2 separate regions of the Mus musculus genome follow, and region 2 is linked to region 1. The links are chromatin contacts, called in public Hi-C maps. All regions are on one chromosome and are shown on one strand. Each heading gives the region's core, a stretch centred on a gene start, on an enhancer-like site or on the middle of the called end of the contact. The rest is flanking DNA. Distances are from core to core; before and after follow the strand shown.

Evidence for each region. A called contact is a pair of places that touch in the nucleus more often than the background predicts.
Region 2: a contact with region 1 is called in a Hi-C map of bone marrow-derived macrophages, with 29 read pairs. The contact joins the enhancer-like site here to the promoter of 9030607L20Rik in region 1. A contact is called at or near these places in 1 of 484 Hi-C or Micro-C datasets (bone marrow-derived macrophages), 11 of 115 datasets of contacts at active chromatin or transcription factors (the HPC-7 cell line, the NIH/3T3 cell line, bone marrow-derived dendritic cells and 8 more) and 4 of 9 other capture datasets (adipose tissue, embryonic stem cells, liver and 1 more).

The regions. Positions count from the first base shown.
Region 1 is chr2:154,674,976-154,678,524 of GRCm38.p6, forward strand. 9030607L20Rik (a long non-coding RNA gene) reads left to right here and starts at 1,564. Exons shown (of 2, transcript XR_866878.2): 1 at 1,564-3,549. The region is part of intron 1 of Chmp4b (charged multivesicular body protein 4B); the gene reads left to right.
Region 2 is chr2:154,853,760-154,857,308 of GRCm38.p6, forward strand. Raly (hnRNP-associated with lethal yellow) reads left to right here. Exons shown (of 8, transcript NM_001139511.1): 2 at 3,510-3,549. The coding sequence starts at 3,519. Among named protein-coding and RNA genes, the nearest start is that of Eif2s2, 37 kb to the right of the region's middle. Within about 2 kb of position 1,837, at least 5 of the 459 cell types and tissues checked have an H3K27ac peak or open chromatin away from gene starts, as enhancers often do. A contact at or near this core is called in bone marrow-derived macrophages, where this site is marked.

The DNA.
Region 1 (3,549 bases), core at 314-2,813:
TGTAATCCTCCTCTGCTTTTAAAAATTGGTTTCAGGGATGGAAACTCAAGTCTTCATGCTTCTGGCAAGTGCTTTACCCACTGAGCCAACACCCTGGGACCTTTTCCCCTTTTAAATGTCTTTATTCTGTCCCCTAATCTTTTAACAATTATATTGTTATGTATGTATGATATATATATATATATATACATTATCATATGCCATATTGCATCTGTGGAGGTCAGAGGACAACTGTGGAGTCAGCTGTTCTGTCTTGTGTTGTATAGGTCCGGGGGAATTGAACTTACATCATTAGTCTTTACTCACAGAGCCCCTTGTTTTTTGAGACAGTGCTCAATTTATGCAGTCCAGGAACCAGAACCCAGCAGTCTAACAGCTGTATCTTCAGCACTCCTGCCTGTATTTGAGACAGGATCTTGCCTAGCTCATGCTGCCCTAGAACCCATGATCATCTCCTGACTTTGCCTCCTAAGAGCTGTGACTGTGGGGCAATGTGTTGTGCTCGATCAGAACGCCTACTTCCTGATCACTCCCTACCCTGCATTCTTTCCTGCACCACTGGATTTTGGCCTACACTGTTGTGACTTGCTCCAGGGAACAGAGATTATTTTTAAACAGTATTTCAGGTTTTGATGATTCTGTGCACTTTAACACCTGTCCTCCAATTGTTGCCTCACATACATGACATGTCACATACATGACACATCTTATCTGCTGTGTCTCCAGGGATGAGCAGGTAGTGGGCTCATGACCAGTCTGCTGTTGCTTTTAGTGCTGGAGACTGAACCCAGGGATTTGCCCGTGCCATTCGAATGCTTTCCTGTCTCAAACTTGGAATGTGGCCAGCATGGAATGGGAGCTTCTGATCGATCACCCCTTGCCTCTTTCCCAGGGCTGGGGTTATAAGCATGTGCCACCACATCTGATTTTTGAAGTGCTGGGATGGGACCCAGAACTTTGCAAACACTAGGCAAATAATCTGTCAACTGAGCTACATCTCCAGCCACCGGTTCTGTGTTTTAGTTGTGGTAAAAAATGTATATATGCCGGGCGTGGTGGCGCATGCCTTTAATCCCAGCACTCGGGAGGCAGAGGCAGGCGGATTTCTGAGTTCGAGGCCAGCCTGGTCTACAAAGTGAGCTCCAGGGCAGCCAGGGCTATACAGAGAAACCCTGTCTCGAAAAACAAAACAAAACAAAAATGTATATAACACAGAAGATAAAACTCATCATTTTAGCATGTAGTGACAGCTCTGTGACATTAAGTACACTTACGTTGTTAAACTGCTCCCTTTACTATTTTTATTTTAAAAAATTTTTTATGAGCATGGGCATTTTGCCTGCATGTATGTCTGTGTGAGGGTGTCAGGTCTTCTAGAACTGGAGTTAGACAGTTGTGAACTGCTGTAGGTCTGGGAATTGATCGTGAGTCCTTTGTGAGTGCGAGTGCAGTCAGTGCTTTTAACTGCTGAGCCATCTCCCAGTTCCTGTGTTTACTCTTTTTTTTTTTTTTTTTTTTTTGCTTTATTTTATGTATATGGATACTTTGCTTTCATGTATGCATGTGTACCATGCCTGGTGTCCAGGCAGGCCAGAAGAGGGTGTCAGGTCCTCTGGAACTGGAATTACAAGTGGATGTCAGCCACCATGCAGGTGCTGAGAGTTGAATCCAGGTCCATTGGAAGAGCAGCCCTGATCTTAACAAGCTGAGCCATCTCTCCAGTCCTCCCGTGTTTACTCTTAAGTAAAACTGTTCTTATGTTTGGCTCCTTCCTGTCGTTAAGATGAGTTCCTTCTCAAAATGTGATGCAGTAGTGGAAGGTTCTGGAGTCAGAGGGACTGAGCGGGATGGAGTTCGGGCGCCATCTCTGGCTAAGTGCGGTTGTTTTGGTTTTCCCTGGGCACAGAGGCTCATTACCCCAGGCCGACTTGGAACTTCCGGAGGATGGCCTTGAATCAAGAGAGTCCTCTGCTTCCACCTCTGAATATGGGGATTACAAGCAGAGCCATTGCTACTCTTGTTATAGGGGCTGGCATTGGTTACTCCGCAGCCAAAGGGTTTACTGACTCGATGACTGTGGGAAAGGGCAGGGTGGGGCTGGGCTCTCTTCTGCCAGTTATCACCGTTTTTTTGACTCCCTTGTAAGTCTACTCATTGACTAGATGGCCAGTATGGTTAATAGTTTTGTTCCTGTAAATTCTTCCTACCTCGTGATCTCCCTTCGCAGATTGAAAACTCAAAAGAATTCTGATTGGCTGCTGGGATCATGTGTTCATGACTAGCCAATCACTACAAACCGGAGCTTTTGAGCTCTGTGGCTAACAGGCCTACCGGACTGTGCATAGGGAAGCGGTCTGTTTGCTAAGGCTGGGGCTTTAAGGGGTCTGTTCATAGGAAACTGTTGTCTGTCTCATTTCTCCTGTTATTGTCCGGCTTATTGTCCTGCTCAGGTGTTGTCTCCTAGATCAAGCTGGGCTTGTAGGGAAAGCAGGAGACCGGGGTTCTGCCCCTAGGCCCCCTCCTTCAGTGGTAACCAGTCAGGATCTGCTGAGCTCTGAGCCCAGGGCTTCAACTTCCTATGCATGAGTGTCTCTGAGCACTTGCTGTGTACCGAGGATCCTGAGGGAGTGGGACATTGCCTGCTCCTCGGGGTACATATTCTATTTAAGCTGCATGCAGAGTAAAAGGAAGACAAGCATCAGGGCTCTGAGGTTTTTGCCCTATTTTTGAACAGACCAATCAAGCACAAGGCTGTCTTCCCAGAAGAAAGTCTTTCCCCCCCTCCCCTGGTTAGCCTGCTGTCTTTTGGACAGGGGAATGTGTCTGTCTCTGCAGCCCTCTCCCTGTGACTCGGAAAGGCCTTGTTAGTTTGGTCTCTTGTAACAGTTGTACACTGGAAGCGTTTTCTGCCGACATTCCTCTTTCCCTACTTCCACGCAGCGTCCCAGCCCCCAGCTCTGTTGTTATCTCCGTTGCCAGGGCGCTCTCATGCTTGCTCAGGCAGAAGGGGGCTTCTGTTGGCATGGATTCAGCTGGAAGCGAGGAAGAAAAGCTAGTTGGAAGAGAAACAGCACATCCCAGCCTGGGAACGGAAACCATGGGCGGGCAGTTTGCTTCTGTCCCAGTCCAGGCTAAGGCATCTAAGCCCAGGGCCTGACTTGTAAGGGAAAGAGCGCCGTGCTTGCCGCTTCCTTCTGTCCTTTCTTTTCCTTTTTTCTCTTCTCTTCTCTTTCTTTTTTTTTTTCTTTCGGTTTTTGTTTTTTGTTTGTTTGTTTTGTTTTGTTTTGTTTTTTTGAGAGATAGAGATAGATAAATAGATAGCTTCTCTGGGTAGTCCTGGCTGTCCTGGAACTTGTTCTGTAGACTAGGCTGCCCTTGAACTCACAGAGCTCCACCTGGCTCTGCCTCCCAAGTGCTGGGATTAAAGTTGTGTGTCACCTGGCCCAGCCACGACACTCTTTTGTTTGTTTGTTTGTTTTGTTTTTGGAGACAGGGTTTCTCTGTATAGCCCTGGCTGTCCTGGAACACACTCTGTAGACCAGGCTGGCC
Region 2 (3,549 bases), core at 587-3,086, 180 kb after region 1:
TGATCTGACTGATTGCTTGGCTTTCACCAGAGATAGTCCCATATCACTGACAGCTACTTACTGCTTGCTGTCCCAGGGCTATCTAAGGGCAAAGGGAGGAGAACAGAACCAGAAATAACCCATCAGGACTGGCTAAAACTAAGCAGCATTGGTGCAACAAGACCAAGAGTAGCAACTCCTCCTTGCAGATGAACAAGGAACAGGTCCAGTCGTGGGCAGGTTTAAATGCTAGAGGCAGGGTTGGAAGCCAGAGTCAGGTTTACAGCAGATTAGTCTTGATTGTAGAATGTCAAGTCTCCTTGACTATCAAGTTAGGTAGTTGTTTGCTGAAAACTATATTGATATTTTAGGATTCCCAGAAAGAGTCTAGATGTGGTAGTCCAGTACTTGTGATGAGGTCATTCTGGGCTATATAGCAAGTTGAAGGCATGCTATTTTGTCTTTTTAAAAAGCGGAAAGGAGCTGGGCAGTGGTGGCACACGCCTTTAATCCTCGCACTTGGAAGGCAGAGGCAGGTGGATTTTTGAGTTCAAGGCCAGCCTGGTCTACAGAATGCCAGGACAGCCAGGGCTGTACAGAGAAACCCTGTTCTCACCTCCCCTCTCCCTCCCCCCCAAAATAGTGGAAAGGAGATAAAGGGGGGGAAAGCATAAAATAGGGGTGTTTTTTAAGCTGGGGATGGTTGGTTTGTGAAGGTGGACATTTGGAAAACTAGGCCTGGAAGCTAGGTAATATGGCACACACTTCTGTAGTACCATTCAACTCTCTAGACATTTGACCTCTTGGGTGTAGGGAATCTACAGAATAACATGCAGCCTGCATGCCACAGCATTATACAAGACTTAAAAATCAACTGGGAGGATACAGACTGGAAGTTTGGGGTTTGGATACCAGAGCATGTTCTACTTAGCAGTCACATGCTACTTCCTGTGTCATCTCTAGAGATGAGAACAGGGTGACATGGTTGACTCTTTGGTGTCCTAAGAATGTGTTCTATTCTGATCACAACTCTAGAATGGTCTCATTGGTGGTGGTATTAGTAGAATAGACAAACATACAGTTATACTAATATTTGATCTTGTAAAAGCCTCCACAGTTTGCAAAGTTCTTTTATATTTATTGTCCCAACTCAGATGAGGAGAGATGGTTGACAGAGCCAACCCTGAAGGACTGTTCTCCAGCAAACCAGTGAATGCTTCCTTAGTGTGTCAGAGGTTCCTAACAGTTTGAGGAGATCTGCAACTAACCTGTCCCTGTCAGATAAATTGCGAAGCTACTGCCATTATATCCAAACTATCATCTCTCCCTCTCCTTTCTCAGTCCATACCCTGGGCCTGGATGGCTCTCTCCTACCAAACAAAGTGGCATCTCTCTGGCTAAAACTTGATAGTTTTGAGCAGGATCAGTCTTCTAGTGTCACACAGGTCCCTTATAAAAGTTGCTTTTTATTTGTGGATGGACAAGGAACCTTTGAATGACTCAGTATCCGATAGGACTGTTGTAACTGAAAAATAGGGATTGTTAAGCATTTCCTGTTGCTTGTGCAGAATGTGGTGTGTGCTCATGGTAATCAAATGAATCTTCTTTGTGTCCCTCACTGCTTTATAAATGGTGGTGATTGTGGTATAAAAGTAAACTTATTAACAAGAGCCGGTCTCTTCCAAGTTCTAAAGATCACACCAGCTCTTCCTTAGTAGCAGCAAGATAAGCTCTGAGCCCCTTGCTTTGATAGTACACATCTGACTCCTGTCAGTCCATCAAGTTTATCATAAACTCAGATCTAGGAGCAGTTTCTTTTCCTTATCAGATGTCATGGTTCAGCTTGTGATTTATTTGAAAACAGTGCCACCAGCTGGTGAGAACCAGCCAACTTGAAGATAGGTTGTCTACAAAGTAGCATACAGAGAAGACATTCAGAAAGATAACAGTTTTCTTCAGCTTGCATTCTTACCTAATTCTCTGACACCCCCTTAATATATATTTTAATATATATTAAGTATAATAAACAGGCAGGCTGATGAAAGGTTTTATTTATTTATTTAAATATATTTTGCTTGGTTAGATGATACTGGAATTGTACAAACCTGCATCAGTAGGCAGAACACAGCCAGTAGGTACAAATGCCAAGTCCAAACTGCAAGCTAATCCTACTGGAATTAATATCTCCTTCTTCTCTTTCTCCTGGGGCTATGCCAAGGTATAAATATACTGCAGAGGGGCCTTGTGAGTTAACTAGCTTGATTGTCAGAATGGAGAGAATGAAGAGTACTTGTAGGGAGGGTCAGTAAGGGCCTGGAGTCTCAGATTTCTTTTTTTTTTTTTTAAAGACAGGATTTCCCAGGCTGATCTGATATTCAACATGTGGGCCAGGTTGGCCTTGAACTCTACCTCTTCTGAGTGCTGGGATTAAAATTGTGCTTCATTGTGGCTAAGGGCATATATTTTAAAAAGTCAGGTATTAAGATATGCATTGTAATTCCAGTGCTGGAGGAGGCAAAGTTAGGCTTGCTGGCTAGGCAGGTTGGCCTATTTAGTGACGTTAGAACAGTGAAAAACAGTCCTACAAGACAAAACAATAGACAGGTAGACAAAGGAGTGGTACCAAAGTTTGTCTGCTGATCTACATGACCTACATCTATATACCCACACAAGAGCAAGTTGCTAACTCGTCTCTAAACCTAACAGATTTCAAATCAGTATAATGTGGATAACCAATAAATTATTAAAGACCATCCTGAGATAAACACGCTATCTTAAGTATTTAAATTGGCTTTACTTCTAGGAAGCAGAGTGATGAAGTTGACAGAAGTGAGTTTTAAACATGTCTAAGTACCTCATATTAGCAAATTAATAATTCTACCAGGTTTTGGTTTTTGTTTTTTTTAACTAGAGTCTGTAGTAAACTATATTTACCCATGAGTTCTTGGGCTTATTCAGTATTATATGCTACCCTTAGCCTGCAGTGAGTACTTGGTAAGGCCTCTGTAAGCACACCTTTTGCAGAATGGCTGGCTCAATGAAGACTTCACTGGCTAGGTTAGTAAGATGAGGTACATTTAGATCAGACTGAGCAATTTTCATAATAGGGGATTGTTCCCTAGCAAGCATCTCTTAAAATTTTCATGTATCCTCTTTGCTATGGTTCTACATTGATGGAACAAAACAAAAAGCTGTAGAAAGTTATTAAAATTAATTTTACAGTGGGGTATTAAGTGGACTGGTGAGTCTCAGCCTTATAATCTTCCAATGTTGGTTTTTCCCACGTGGTATTATGAGAGTACCAAATGAAGGAATGTTATAAAGCACCTAGTATAAGATTAGCAGCCATTGTCAACTCCTGGTAAAGTAGCAAGAAAACAAGATGTATGAACAGAGAGGGATGGGTGCCATAGGGATGAGAGTGTGTAGCAAGGCAAGGAGCAGTCCAGGTCATTAAGGATGTGGGCCATGAACGGAACTGAGCCTAGCCTGGGAACCCAGTTTCACATTGGCATTCATTCTCTTTTCAGGTGAACACCATGTCCTTGAAGATTCAGACCAGCAATGTAA